Regions from separate parts of the Sus scrofa genome. Here region 1 is linked to region 2. The links are chromatin contacts, called in public promoter capture Hi-C maps. All regions are on one chromosome and are shown on one strand. The core of a region is the stretch at or near the end of the contact, and the rest is flanking DNA. Distances in the headings are between cores, read along the strand shown. Region 1 holds the start of SLC9B1 (sodium/hydrogen exchanger 9B1). Region 2 holds the start of BDH2 (3-hydroxybutyrate dehydrogenase type 2).

The links. Promoter capture Hi-C pulls out the DNA fragments that hold promoters and counts their contacts.
Region 1: a contact with region 2 is called in a promoter capture Hi-C map of liver, with 5 times the contacts expected there. The contact joins the promoter of SLC9B1 here to the promoter of BDH2 in region 2. A contact is called at or near these places in 1 of 5 promoter capture datasets (liver) and 5 of 47 Hi-C or Micro-C datasets (embryonic fibroblasts, fetal heart ventricle, liver and 1 more).

What each region holds. Positions count from the first base shown.
Region 1 is chr8:118,049,077-118,055,966 of Sscrofa11.1, reverse strand. SLC9B1 (sodium/hydrogen exchanger 9B1) reads right to left here and starts at 3,876. Exons shown (of 13, transcript XM_013989374.2): 1 at 3,334-3,876. SLC9B2 (mitochondrial sodium/hydrogen exchanger 9B2) reads right to left here. Exons shown (of 11, transcript XM_021100729.1): 11 at 6,537-6,890.
Region 2 is chr8:117,964,230-117,971,980 of Sscrofa11.1, reverse strand. BDH2 (3-hydroxybutyrate dehydrogenase type 2) reads right to left here and starts at 2,068. Exons shown (of 10, transcript XM_003129285.5): 1 at 1,931-2,068. CENPE (centromere-associated protein E) reads right to left here. Exons shown (of 50, transcript XM_021100714.1): 50 at 6,656-7,210. The coding sequence ends at 7,116.

The sequences.
Region 1 (6,890 bases), core at 2,627-5,126, 82 kb before region 2:
TCCTATACATTTTATGTTCATGTTTCTAAGCCAACATTTCTACATATTTCCTGGACCTTATCCCCTCATTTTCTCAAAGACAACACTCCTAAAATATACATTTTATCTCAAATACTGTATTTCCTCCCTCTATACTGGATCATTCTCCCATTAGCCTAAAAACATACTTAAGCACCCTCATCTTTAAGAATTGTACTTTGACCTCACATGTTTTTCTATTAAGTCCATTTCTCAGTTGAAGTGAAACATCTTGAGATGTCTGCTGTGCTATATTCACTTCTTCACATCACATTTATTCTTCACTGTGCTTGTCAAGGCACATAATTACCATCTGTTGCTAAAATCTGATGATAAGATTTATTTCACCTCACCTCTCAGTATGTTTCAGTACCAGTGGCCATGCTTTGTGTCTTGGTTTTTGTTTTTTCTTTTTATGGCTGCATCTGCAGCATATGTAAGTTCCCAGGCTCAGGGTCAAATTGGAGCTGCAGCTGCCAACCTATGCCACAGCCACAGTAACACCAGATCCCAGCCACATCTGCGGCCCACACTGCAGCTTGTGACAACACCAGATCCTTAACCCACTGAGTGAGGCCAGGGATCGAACTCATTCTTCACAGTGTGAGGCCCTCAACCCAAAGTTGGATCTTTAACTGGCCAAGCCAAAACAGAAACTCCTGCTGTCTTGGCTTTTTAAGTCACCATACTTTTCCTGTTTTCTTCCTACTTCACTAGCTACTCCTCTGTCTCCTCTGCTTGCTTCTTCACCTCTGATCATTGAAATGTGCTCTATGAACATACTTTCCCCAGGTAGTTTTTTCTACGTGCTGATGCCTCTCAACTTTGAATCTTTGGTCCTGCATACAGAACTAAAGACTCAGAACTTATTTTAGATTTTATTTTATTTTAATTAATTTATTTATTTGGTCTTCTTAGGGCAGCGCCTGCAGCATATGGAGGTTCCCAGGCTTTGGGTCGAATTCCGAGCTGTAGCCACTGGCCTACGCCACAGTCACAGCAACACGGGATCCGAGCAGCGTCTTGAGACCTACACCACAGGTCATGGCAATGACAGATCCTTAACCCTCTGAGCAAGGCCCGGGATCGAACCCGCAACCCTATGGCTCCTAGTCAGATTCGTTAACCACTGAGCCACGATGGGGTACTCCTATTGTAGATTTTAATAAGCATATCAAACTTAAGGTGAACAAAAAAAAAAATACTCCCCCCTCTATACATTTCTTATCTAGTCTTTTCCATTCAGTAAATGGCACAACCATCCACTAAAGCTAAGACAAAAACCTAGGAGCTTCTCTCTTTTTCTCACCCCTATATTTAAAACATCTCCAAGTTGCTAGGGCCTGCCACCAAATATATATCACATCCATCCATGTTTACATCACTGCAGCCAAAATTGTGGTCATTCTTTCCTGGATTCCTCCAAGTGTCTTCTGCTACTAATCTTGCTTTCCACCCCTTTTAACCCATTCACCACATAACACGTGGAATGAACCTTTTTACAATAAATCAAATTATATTACTCCCTTCCAAAACACTTCCTACTGGCTTCTCATCACACTTTAAATAAATTCCAAACTTATCCCATGGGTAGATCTCCACAGTAGATTCAAAGCCCAACATGCTTTGGCCCCTACCTATCTCTCCAAACTCATCTTATACCACTTTCTCTGCATTCCAGTGATGGTGTTTTTGATGGTCTTTTAAAAAATCAAGTTCTTTCCTCTCTTGGGCTTTTACAACAGAAGTTTCCTTTACCTGCAATGCTTTGATCCCAAATATTTCCATGGTTGGCTTTTTTATATCACTGGGGTCTCAGCAGAAATGTCAGCTCTTCGGAGAGGCATTCCCTAATCAATCTAAAGTAACCCCTCCCTCAGTTCCTCTCACTTCATACTGTTTTACGTCTTCACTGCACTCACCACTATCCAAAATCTCCTTGTTCATATATCGTTTACCTGTTTATTTTCTGTCTTTGCTACAACTTAAGCTCCATGAGAACAGGGATTTTGCCCGTCTATTTTAACCACTGCATTCACAATGCCTGGCAAAACAGCAGATTCCCTAAAAATACTTGATGAGTTCCTGTCCCTGACCAAGCCACTCACCGTCTCCAACTCACAGCTGTGGGCTTACTATTGCTCGACTTAGTTCTGAGTATAGACAATACAAAAGCGAATAAGGCATGGCTCCTTAAATTCTCATCCATTTATTCTTTCAATAAATATTTTCTGAACTTATATTGTACTATCTTCCAGCCACTGCTCAATATCAGTGTTTAGTTCCCTCGTCAGTAAAATGGTGTTCTGTTAACCAACTCGATCTTACAGGGTGTATAAACAAGACGATATGAAAATATACAAAATGGGAAGTGCTATAAAAATGTTACTTTATAAATTGCTATTACTGCTCCTGCCTCTTTCCTTTTGTCTGGTACTGGGCAGGAGCTTAAGAGAGTCAACTGACAAAAGTCAACAGTATAATAAATTCTAGTACTCAAGGGAGGTAATAAATAGGAATACCCTTTCTGTAGTCACATGGTGACTAAAAAGTCGGGTGCACGAATTCTTTATCTGTGATAGTAATAGGTGTTAATTTCCCACACCTCCGTTGCACAAATAACAATACCACTGATCCCTATTAACGTTAGGGAGTGGGGTGTGACCTCTTTTGGTGCCACCCAAGCCAATCATCCCCCTCCAATACCCCATCTGATTTTTCATCGACTATAGGACACACACCGAGCGGCGTCAGTGACCAGGTTTGGGCCTGTACAACTCTTATAAGGGCTCCTGAATGATAAGCCTGACACATGGTACCTGTACAACTGTCCTCGACCCTTCGAAAGCACCAATCTAAAGCGCTTGTCCACCGTGATAAAGCTGAAAGAAATAGGCGAGGCGAGAGCCCTGTGAGGAGGCAGGTGAGCCTTCCCAGGATCAATCCTGGAACCCATCTCCAACCACCGGAGCTCACGAAGTTTCATGTGTAGATATTTACCGGTTAATATCGGCACCGGTGAATGTCTGCGGTTAATAAAACTAACTTTTCACTCAGTCTTTTCTGACCTCTTCCTTCTTCCTTGCGAATGCCGGGAAAATGAGAGAAAGAAACGGAGGAGGAAGGGAGAGACTAAAGAAGAGAGATGTGGGGTGAGGGAGGAGAGAACCCAGTCAGGGAGAGGGAGAAAAAGATCTGTGGCTGGTTCCCCAGCGCCGGGTAAAGGGGCAGATGGACGCGCCTCTGAACTAACGGAGGAAAAGGCTGCGGGACTTGGGCCCAAGGTGAGAGTACAGAAAACTGGGCCATACCTACCACTCCTTCGGCATCCTCCACGACCCCGGGCGCGGCCCTTACGCCCAGCAACCGCCGCGAAAATCTCGAGCAGCTCTGGAGCAAACGCCGCCGGACCTCGGAGCGCGCGGTGGGCAGCTCGGACGCCGGCGTCTGGGCGGGGCCGGGAGAGGGGCGTGGCCGGGCGAGGGGCGGGGCTAATAGCAACGGGGCGGAGCTGGAGGGGCGGGGCTGACGCGTTTAATTGGTCGTGGTCCGCCCCCATCTGGGAAGCTAGAGGGCACTATGGTTCACTGGGTCCGCCTGGTGTTGTTTTCAGTCTCTTCAGCCCTTTTCTTTCCGTATCTCTTCTGAATATTGATCAACTGTAGACCAATATTGTTGTAGGAGTCCAGGGATACAGTCGACCCCTGTAACGTCAAAACTCACGTCATGTTGCTCCTTAAATCGTCTTAAATTTAGTGCAGTCTTGGGAATTCCCAGGTGTGGCTCAGCAGGTTACCAACAGGGCTAGTATCCATGGGGATGCTGGTTGGATCCCTGGCCTCCCATAGTGGGTTAACATCTGGTGTTGCTGTGAGCTGTGGTGTAGGTCGCAGACGTGGCTTTCGGGGTCCATGGTGCTGTGGCTGTGGCATAGGCCTGCTGATTCAAGCCCTAGCCTGGGAACTTCCATATGCCACAGGTGTGGCCCTAATAAGCAAAAAGACAAATCAAAACAAAATTAATGCAGTCTTAACAGAGCTTGGCGTTTGGGGTCACGACTGAGTTAAAGTTTAGCACTGCCACTTTATAGCTATGGGACCACATAATCTACCCAAGCTTCGGTTTTCTTATCTGTAAAGGATGTGGTGGTGTTGTGAGACTAAAAGAACTGATGCGTGGCAAGTGTCTGGAACAGGACTTGATACAAAGTAAACACTCAATATCCTGTTATCACTATAAACCTTTTTTTTTTTTTCCCTCGCACGAAATCTTAGGTGGAACCTTTCATATGAAACAAAGGAAAGCAGAGTTGCTCTTTTAAAGATGGTCCCAGAAGCTTTGGGTTCTCATTCCCATAGGTGGTCTTCAAGTTTCCTCTAATGGAATCCCCAAGCTTGCTAAAACAGATGAAAACAACTGTTATTGGAGAAAGTCCAAACTTAGAAAGTCAAACTGACCTTTTCTATTTTTTTCTCCTGATACTCCAAACAACCTCTTCTCCTGCACACACTGTATTCCTCCTTGCCTTCATGTTTTTTCTAAAGTCATTCTATCGGGAGCGGGAGTGCTCCTTTTCTCCTTATTTATCATTTAAGATATGACTCAAATTACAACTCTTTCTTGGGTGACTGAATAAGAGATTCTTTTTTTTAATTTAATTTAATTTAATTTTATTTATTATTATTTTTTTTGGTCTTTTTTTTTTTTGCTATTTCCTTGGGGCGCTCCCGCGGCATATAGAGGTTCCCAGGCTAGGGGTCAAATTGGAGCTGTAGCCACTGGCCTACGCCAGAGCCACAGCAACACAGGATCCGAGCCGCGTCTGCGACCTACACCACAGCTCACAGCAATGCCGGATCGTTAACCCATTGAGCAAGGGCAGGGACCGAACCCGCAACCTCATGGTTCCTAGTCGGATTCATTAACCACTGCGCCACGAAGGGAACTCCAAGAGATTCTTTTTTACTGTAACCTCCTCCTACCTTCAGCATGGTGTAGACAGCTCAGAAAGGACTGAGTCATTTTCTCTCTTGTTTTAGGAAAGCTCACAGTTTTTTGTGATTACAGGGTTAAGGAAATGCTTTGTTCTCATGGTAGGTAAGGAAAAAACAAGTAGATCCCCAAGGATACTGGGAAGAAGGACCTTTGAGAGGAGTCTGACGGCCTCCAGGGCTCTGCTCTGTGCCCCATATGCAATACAGTGCTGGAGGTCAAATCCTTTCCTTTTAAGGAAAATGGAGGGCACATTAACAAACATGAGTTTTGGAATTCTGACCAGGTCAGAGGGCTTGGGCCATATTTAATTTAGAGTAGTCAACTGAAACATGTGCTATTACTTGCTCCCAAAATGGCATGAAGCAATTTCCATTTGTTAAACAGGACTAAATTATTCATATAGAACATTCATACAGAAATATGGTGTTCTGAAACATTTAAAAATAATGTCCACTGATTTAAAGACAATATGGTGCAAATGTAATAATAATCACTTGAAAAACATCTAGAGAAACATCCAAAGCCTCTTTTCTGGTAAAAAAAAAATAAAAAATAAGTTAAAATAATTAAATTGGTAATATTTGTAAATGCCATTAAAAGCAAAAACTTTTGAGGAGCAAAGAGAACCTTTTCATGAGAGCAGTTTTCACCAAGTGATATGAAAGTAGATTCAAAAATATTTTCTTTTTCTTTTTTTTTTTTTTAATCTTTTTTAGCTATTTCTTGGGCCACTCCTACGCCATGTGGAGATTCCCAGGCTAGGGGTCGAATCGGAGCTGTAGCTGCCAGCCTATGCCAGAGCCACAGCAACGCGGGATCCGAGCCGCATCTGCAACCTACACCACAGCTCACGGCAACGCCGGATCCTTAACCCACTGAGCGAGGCCAGGGACCAAACCCGCAACCTCATGGTTCCTAGTCGTATTCGTTAACCACTGTGCCACGACGGGAACTCCCCCCAAAATATTTTCTATATAAATGGTTCTGTACTTCTGAAATAATTTCAATAAAAGTAGAACTTTGGCCAGTGATCTATTTGGTATGATTTAAGTGCCAACTTTAACAGTCCAACCTATCACTAATTCTCTTTATCAACTTTAAATGCCAGGCTTTACTGTACTCCATGCTTCATTTTCAAACTTTGCTAATATGCCAGCCCTCCATCTAGCTGTTCCCTTCTTCACCTCCCTAATATCGACTCAACAATCCAAATCATATCCACTCTTCAAGTCTCACTTCCTTCAAGAAGTTCTCACTGACAACAGTTTTGAATCATGTATTTAGATTACAGATATTTGTACATATTTTATTTCCTTGTAAGGTTCTTGAAAGCAAGTATCATGTCTTATTCATATTTGTATTCCCATCAGTCCCTCTCCCACTAGAATTCAAGTTCCACCAAACAGAATCTCTGAATATCTTTTTCATCACTGTACTTCCCAGCACCCAGCATAACTGGCACATAGTAGGCAAGTTACAAGTATATTTAGAGTGAGTGAATGAATGGATTTTAGAACATAAGCTCCATAAAGGCAGATATTTGTCTGTTTTATTCATTGCAAAATGAATATTTGAGTGTTTACAGAAGAATAAATCATATTTTGGAAGACTAAGCATTCATTATATACAATAAAAATTATTCAATCTATTTATCTTCACAGAAGTCAAATATAAAGTATTTATGTTGCCTTTCACCCAACTAATTCAGTGGATGATATATCTTTCTGAAAATAAGCTGTCTCCCAGAACTGCAAGAGTAAAATTTAAAAGAATCAAATAAAATGGATGTTTACATTAAAAGCAATTTGTTTTCTTTCTTGTACTTTTGTGTTCTAAATTTTCTGCAATGAAAATGTATTTTTTTGTAATCAGACAAA
Region 2 (7,751 bases), core at 819-3,318:
CACGAAAGGATTTATGGAAAGAGCATGACACGATCAGGTGTACATTCTAGAAAGCTCACGTGGAGAACAGTCTAGGGACGGAGCCAGCAGGTGTGAGCAGGGAGGTTTCCTTCCAAGCTCTGGGCTTCAGTAGCGCAGAGATTGGTGGAGAAACAGCAAGTATGGAGAGCAGGGGTGGAGGGGGACTGTTTAAGAGATGACACAGGGCTTGGTCACCAGCGCACTAACCTCAAAGAGATAATGTGTTTTGCCCAGAGTTTCACGGCTGTGAATTCATACTGAGGCCTCTTGATTGTGGGTTCGAGCGAGAAGACCTGCGGTCCTGGTGTTCCTCTTGCGGTCCTCGCACACCCAGCGGAACTCTCTAAACCCCACGCGGCACCAGGAGCCTGTAGAACAGGGACCCGGTAACCGACCAGGAGGCCGGCGCTGCGCTCTCAAACCCATCGCTGAGTTTGTGCCGAGGCTACTTCCCCCTGGTCATTTCCAGTTGGTGTCGGAGAGCGGCCTCAATACTAAGCCAGACCTATTTCTGGGACACACCGAGTCCCTCCCGCCGGCCTCATGGACCCTCCCAGAAACTGCAGGACCCCGCAGGATGCGCCCATCAGCCCAGCCCGGCGTCCCACGCTCCTTCCTTTGCCGGCCCACTGCCCTCGTGGTTCATCGGCGCTCCGAGCCTTATCTGGTTCCCTCATTTTCTCTCACCCCACATTTCCCCTAATAAAACCCAGGCGTGTTTAACTCTGTCTTGGAGTCAGCTTCTCAGAGGGCCCCGGACTAACAATGCGTCCCAGAACTGACTCCAGCGACGAGTTTACGACTTCACCGATGTTCTTGTGTTGACGGGGAAGCTGGTCTTTCACAGTGCCTGACCTACTCTGATGAAATGAATTTTTACTTTTTTTTTTTCCCATATACGAGTATATATTTTCACTTAAAACAGGGTAAGCATTGAGAAATGTATTCAATAACTTAGGAAGTAAGAGACCCCCCCCCATTAATCTTCCCTCCCCCAATCTTGAGTATGTTGTATTAAAAAGTTATTTTACGCTACTGTTATTAGTGACTTTTGGCCCATGGCACTGTGGAGGCAAATGCCAAAGGTTTCCCTGGGAATCTTTGACACCCTGAGAAGCACTTACTAAACAACTGCTGAAGCAAAGAGCAGTCCTTTTACTCACTCTGAAAACCTCCCCCTAGCTGTCCTCTCTGTCTTTCTGGGACCAGATTTTGGAGCCAAAGCCTTACTACTAGATAAAACTGCAGAATCACACTAAAATGGATTTACTTGAAAAAACGAGTGCAATCATTTGGTGAGATGAGGAAACTTTCAGTAAATACAATGTGAAAACCAGACAAGATAGACTTCTTACTCTAAATTTTGGAATCAAAGTGTTATTTTTTTATTTTTTTTTTTGCTTTTTTAGGGCCGCACCTGTGACATATGGAGGTTCCAGGCTAGGGGATGAATCAGAGCTACAGCCGCCAGCCTATACCACAGCCACAGCAATCCCAGATCCAAACTGAGTCTGCTACCTACACCACAGCTCATAGCAATGCCGGATCCTTAACCCACTGATTGAGGCCAGGGATCGAACCTGCAACCTCATGGTTCTTAGTCGGATTCGTTTCTGTTGCACCTTGACCGTAACTCCCAAGGTGTTAATTTTTGATTAGCAGAGACACAAACAGAGTTTTCAGAAACTCTATCTTCATTAGCCAGGAAAAAAACCCCCATTTACAGACACTATAAAATCCTCTCTTCTTTGGCAACTCTGAGTTTCAAACCTGTTAAAAACCCATCCCTATCCTGATTCTTACTAAAATTATCTTGAAAAGTAATGCGCAGAACAAAGTAATAGATATCTGACAATTAAACCTCTTCTTTTCCCAGTTCCAAGTTTCACTTAAAACATAAATATCTTACTTTAGAGCGGCAAAGTGATGGCGTCCTCCAAATCACACTGCACTGCGCACAACAAACTTAAGACCTTTGTGCAGAAGGAAGTCATGTACCCAATAATGCATCCTGGGATTTGTAGTTAAGACTGCTCCAGTTTTTAGAAAAGGGCACGCACATGCACATACTTTATATGTTATATGCTGCCATCTAGTGGGGCTAAGGTAGAACTGTTAACTCCAAGTACTTAGTGAAAAGTGGAAAAGCATCTTATTGCTCTCTTAGAATGTGGAAATCATTTTCTTCACCAAATTTACCTAAACCCTTCTCTTTTATTTGCAATGACTATATGCAGCTCTGGGGACATTCACGATTGGACGAGCCAGACATTTCATGTGGAAGTTAGCAACAAAACAGAAAGAATCTGGGTCATCGAAGGTACTGGAGCTTTTCTTCCTGGCCCTTGACCTGGATTGTTTTGAGGGACGGAAACAAAAATCCTCGTGTGTTTTTAAGATATGGTTATTTTGTCATACACAGTCTGACACTAATACATATTTAGTGGCAGAATGCAGGCATCCTGGGTGTACCATGTGGGGTATATCTAGGAAACTTCAAAGTACCTGTTGAGTAAGGGCAAAAAAATCAAGTTTGACTCTAAGAGAACAAGAAATATCAGAATGAAAAGGACGAACTGGATCATGTGAACCTTCTCTATGAGGCTTAGTAACTCATACTTCATCAAGTGTGTAATTGAGCCCAGTGATTGTTCAGGCTCTTTTGTGCATGTGCTATTTAAGTAGGCCCACTCAGCACCCACCCACCTCTCTCTACCCTGCCTTTTATTTTGTAAAGCCTGGGAAAAAAACTCTCAAATTCCTAGCCTTCTTTGCTGCTAGAGCTGGCCAATGAAATGTGGGCTGAAATCTCAGAGGGCTTCTCTCTTGGATAGAAAGGTAAGGCTTCTCTGAAAGGCTTTTGACTTTGACCTTACCTTCTTTTCCTGTGTAAGGCAATACAAGGCCTAGGGACATGGCAGCCGTGTTGTGACTTTGGTGTGAGGTCAGAAGCATACATTAAAGACAACAGGGTGAGAGAAAGCACAGGGTTCCTTGAAGACAGCTCCAAGATAACAGCCTTAGGCTAACTCCTCTGGACTTCTTATATGTGAAAAACAAACTTTAGATCATATTTTTGTTCTTGGAGCTAAGAGTATTTATAATGATCACAGTGGCTCAGAACAAAGACTGTGGAGTCAAAACTGTGCTACTTTCCCTCACTAGCTAAGTAAATCACTTAACTCTACAAACCTCAGTTTTCTCATCTGTAAAATAATTACAGCACCTACCTCAGGGATATTGTGAGGAGGAAGGACTTGGCATGTTAAACCATCAGCACAATGTTACTTGTACTTAGTAAATGTTAATTGTGATTAACAAACATTAAAAATCAATTATAATAGATGGCAAATATCACCCTTAATTTTTTAAAACTCTAACCTAGTTTCTGCATATTTCTTTGGTAATTGAACCTCCTTTTCTCACTGTAGTTTCTAGTGTTGAGTCTAATTATCTGTAACCACATAACCTCCTTGCTTTATTATCAATGCCTTTTCTTTGACTTTTGAGGGTTTTTGGAATAGATATTTTATGAACACAAGAGTTCTCTTATCAAGGCCAACTCTGATTCTTTTTTTTTTTTTTGTCTTTTGTTGTTGTTGTTGCTATTTTTTGGGCCGCTCCCGCGGCATATGGCGGTTCCCAGGCTAGGGGTTGAATCGGAGCTGTAGCCACCGGCCTAGCCAGGGCAGCAACGCGGGATCCGAGCCACGTCTGCAACCTACACAACAGCTCACGGCAACGCCGGATCGTTAACCGACTGAGCAAGGGCAGGGACCGAACCCGCAACCTCATGGTTCCTAGTCGGATTCGTTAACCACTGTGCCATGACGGGAACTCCTGATTCTTTTTTCTTGATGCAACTTTCTCCAGCCTCCCTTCATTCACTGATCTTCTAATGCTTATTCTATAACAGATGCCTAAGTCACAAGGTATTACAAATATTTACTTAACCATCTGTATTGTCAGTGGGCTAAATTTTCTCAAGGCTATGGACTGTTTTCATCCTTATGTTGTGATCAGCTCACATTAAAAGTACATGAGCTATCATTCCTTCACAACCAGGCATCACAATATTGAAACTCAGGTTGTAAGAGTTAGGCAACATCCCCAGGGGGATGTCAATGAGGTGGAGGACTAGGAAGTGCCCTGACAGAGACACTGACTTAACAAGTGTAGGAGTTCCCACTGTGGCACAGTGGGTTAAGAATCTGACTGCAGTGGCTTGGGTCACTAGGGAGGCACGGGTTCGACCCCCTGGCCTGGCACAGTGGGTTAAAGGATCTGGCACTGCTGCAATTACAGCACAAATCACAGCTCCTGGGACTTCCATATGCCAGGGGTGGGCCATAATAAGAACAAACAGAAAAAACAACTAATATATGGACCACAACACTTTTGTGAGTACTTTAGAAGCAAATTAAGAAGTTTCAGCACCCTGGGCAAAGCTGAGAACAGTCATGCCCCTCCCCTGGGCTAGCAGAGCTTTGTCCCTAGCTCAGTTTCCCCATCATGAAGAGTAGGAGGAAAGAGAATGGAAAATTCTCCCAGGTTCCAACTTTTTGAGAGCTGCCCGAGTGACTGGTTCCTCTTTGCCGGATTTGGAGTGCTGATGGAACTGGCATTGGTTTGGCACCCGAGGGTCTGCAGTGCCCCAGACATAGGCTGGTGTGGCTCTGCACAATCAGGGGAAGGTGCCCAACTTGAAGCTTCATCCTTGGGAGGGAGGAAGAAGTGTGTGCATCTGGTGTTCCAGCTTTCTGGATGGCTGCCCAAATGACTGGTTTGTGTCTTGCCTGACTTGGCCTGTTGATGTACTTTGGGTGCCTGGGGGACAATGAGAAAAAAGGACAGTGGGGTGGCTTCCTCCTCTAGCACCAAAGAACCTGCAGTACTGCAGATGGACACCAGAGGGAGAAAGAGATCATGAGTGCCTGAAAAAGAAAATGGCAACCCTCTCTAGCAAATCACACACACAAGCCCAGAGTTGTGTCCCTCCAGAAAAGTTCCAGAGGCCCCCAGAATCTATAAATGGGCTGATCGGTGCAGGTCTTCCCTTGTCAAAGCTAGAGGAGGTGGCTGTTTTTTCAAATGCATAGAACTCAGCCAAAAATCAGAAGGCACACAGAGAAGCATGGCCCATTCAATGGAATGAAATTAATTTCCAGAAACCAACTCCAAGGAAGTGATCTAAGAATAACCCGACAAATAATTCAAAATAATGGTTTCAAAGAAGCTCAATGATCTATAAGAGAATGCAGACAGCTAAATGAAATCAGGAAAATGATGCATGAACAAAATGAGAATATGAACAAAGAGAGAAATTATTAACAACAACAACAACAACAACAAAAAGCCAAATTCTGGCATTGAAGAATACAATAATTGAGCTAAAAAACTCACTCAAGGGATTCAACAGCAGGTTTGATCAAGCAGAAGAATCAACAAAGAGGAAGTTAGGCCATTTGAAATTATCCAGTCAGAGAAGCGAAAGGAAAAGGTGAAGAGAGCCTAAGGTACTTATGGGACTTGAACAAGCAGACCAATATATGCATCATGGAACTTCCAGAAGAGAGATGGGGACAATGTTTGTTTTGAGAAAATAATGGCCCAAACTTCCCAAATCTGAAGAAGGAAACACACATCCAAATTCAAGAGTTAAGCAACATTCTACTAGACTAGAAAACTGATGATTATATTTTTAATGGCCTTTAAAGCAGTTTTATTATTCAGGTGAACTGACCGACTACTTTGAGGGAGAAGCCAACACTGTAAAGAATCAAACCTGTGGTGCTGTTATAATGTCTTATTTGTGTAAGGATGGAAAGGAGAAACAGGTCCAGGGGGAGGATTATAGAAGGGGACACTTTCCTCTCAGCCCTGCCATTTCTATGGGAAAATATCCAATCCACAGACTTTAAAATGAAGTTTATGATGTAATTCATAAGCTCTTCCTTTGAATAAATTTTCTTACCAAAGAACCAAGACTTGAAATCATTCACTCTGTTCTAAACCTTATGCATCTTGCTTATATTTTACGTGGTTTTTAAAAGTCGTATGCTATAAAGTATCACATACTCATCAAAACTGTAGACCCCTCTGGGAATATGATAAAAGAGAGCATGGACCCTAGTATCCTCGAAAAATGCATCCACATACCCAAGTTAACATTAAATTTCAGAGGTTTTATAGACTGCATGAAGTACACCTTGGATGCCTTATGTATCTGTGGGGACCCCAGTTTTAAAAACTTTGCTTTGATGGAGACCCTGGTGCTGTTTCCCCATGTCCAAAGGGAAAGGGCAGAATAAATGATCCATGCAGTTCTTCCAGCTGGGGGTGAAGTACAATCAAGTACAAAGTCTAATACAAACCAACTAATTTAGAGTGCTTGTGTAGGCTGGGAGTAGGGTGGGTGGAAACTGAAAAGAAACCACCTTTGTAGTTATTACAGCTAGAGGAAGATTAGACTAGAAAATGAAAAGGTCATACCACTTGCTATCTCTCAACAACCTAAGTCAGGAATGCATGTGTATATTTTTCAGCAAAATTCTCAAAGTCAACAAAGAGAGGAGAGCCAAATATACCCCGAGTATCCCACCAAGAAACCACCTGCTAATATTACACGGTGCTGTGAATCAGGGCAACTAATCAAACATTTATTAAATGAACAGGGTACTAAAAATAAGGAGTCTGTAATTTCGTTAAGTGATGCTTTATGTTAACTTCTGAATTATGCTTTGGAACTCTCTAGGTCATATGTGGTTAACTTTAATAAAAATGTATACATTTTATGTATACATGGGAAAATTGGAAATTTCCTTCAATAACTTTATTCTTTACAAAAGTTATAAATAAATAAAATGATTTAACTTCTAAAGAATGATTATATTGAAGAAGAAGGCATTGCTATCACCATTCTAAATTATGGGAATGCACCCTATTCCTTCACCTTCCAATTCTAGCGGCAAAGTGAAAACTGAGCTGAAATTAAGCTGAACTATGACATCGCTGCCTGGGATAGACACATATGGTAATAAGCACAGGCATTTCCAAACATGGAACGCTGGGCCCCCGGGGTGAGAGAGAGGGGTCTACTGAATCTTGCACTCGGGCACGTCTTCTTCCGAGGAGGCATGCCAAAGGCCTGGCTGGGGAGCCACAGTCTCTGCTTCCGAGGTTTGTTCTTCTGAGGGGAAAAAAAAAAGAAGCAACAACAAAATAACCTTTGTAAAAGCACACACAAAATCCAGATACAAGTGAAGTGGAAAGGATAGTAGAATTGAGACAGTAGAAATACATGTAGAATGAAACATGACACTTAAACATGGTCATTAAATTCTTCGTTAAAAAGGTTTATGTGGGAGTTACCATCGTGGTTCAGTGGCTAATGAATCTGACTAGCACCTTTGAGGGTGCAGGTCTGATCCGGGGCCTTGCTCAGTTGGGTTAAGGATCCAGTGTTGCCGTGACCTGTGGTGTAGGTCACAGACGTGGCTCAGATCCTGTGTAGCTGTGGCTGTGGTGTAGGCCAGCAGCTACAGCTCCAATTTGACCTCCAGCTTGGGACCCTCCACATGCCTCGGGTGCGGCCCTAAAAAGAAAAGAAAAAAAGGTTTATTTTACTTCATCAGGGCTAGAGAAGTTTATTCCCTATTTTCTCATAAAATGAATCATAAGAAAAACCATATTGCACATAAAGCAAAGAATTAAAAAAGTCATATTAGGAA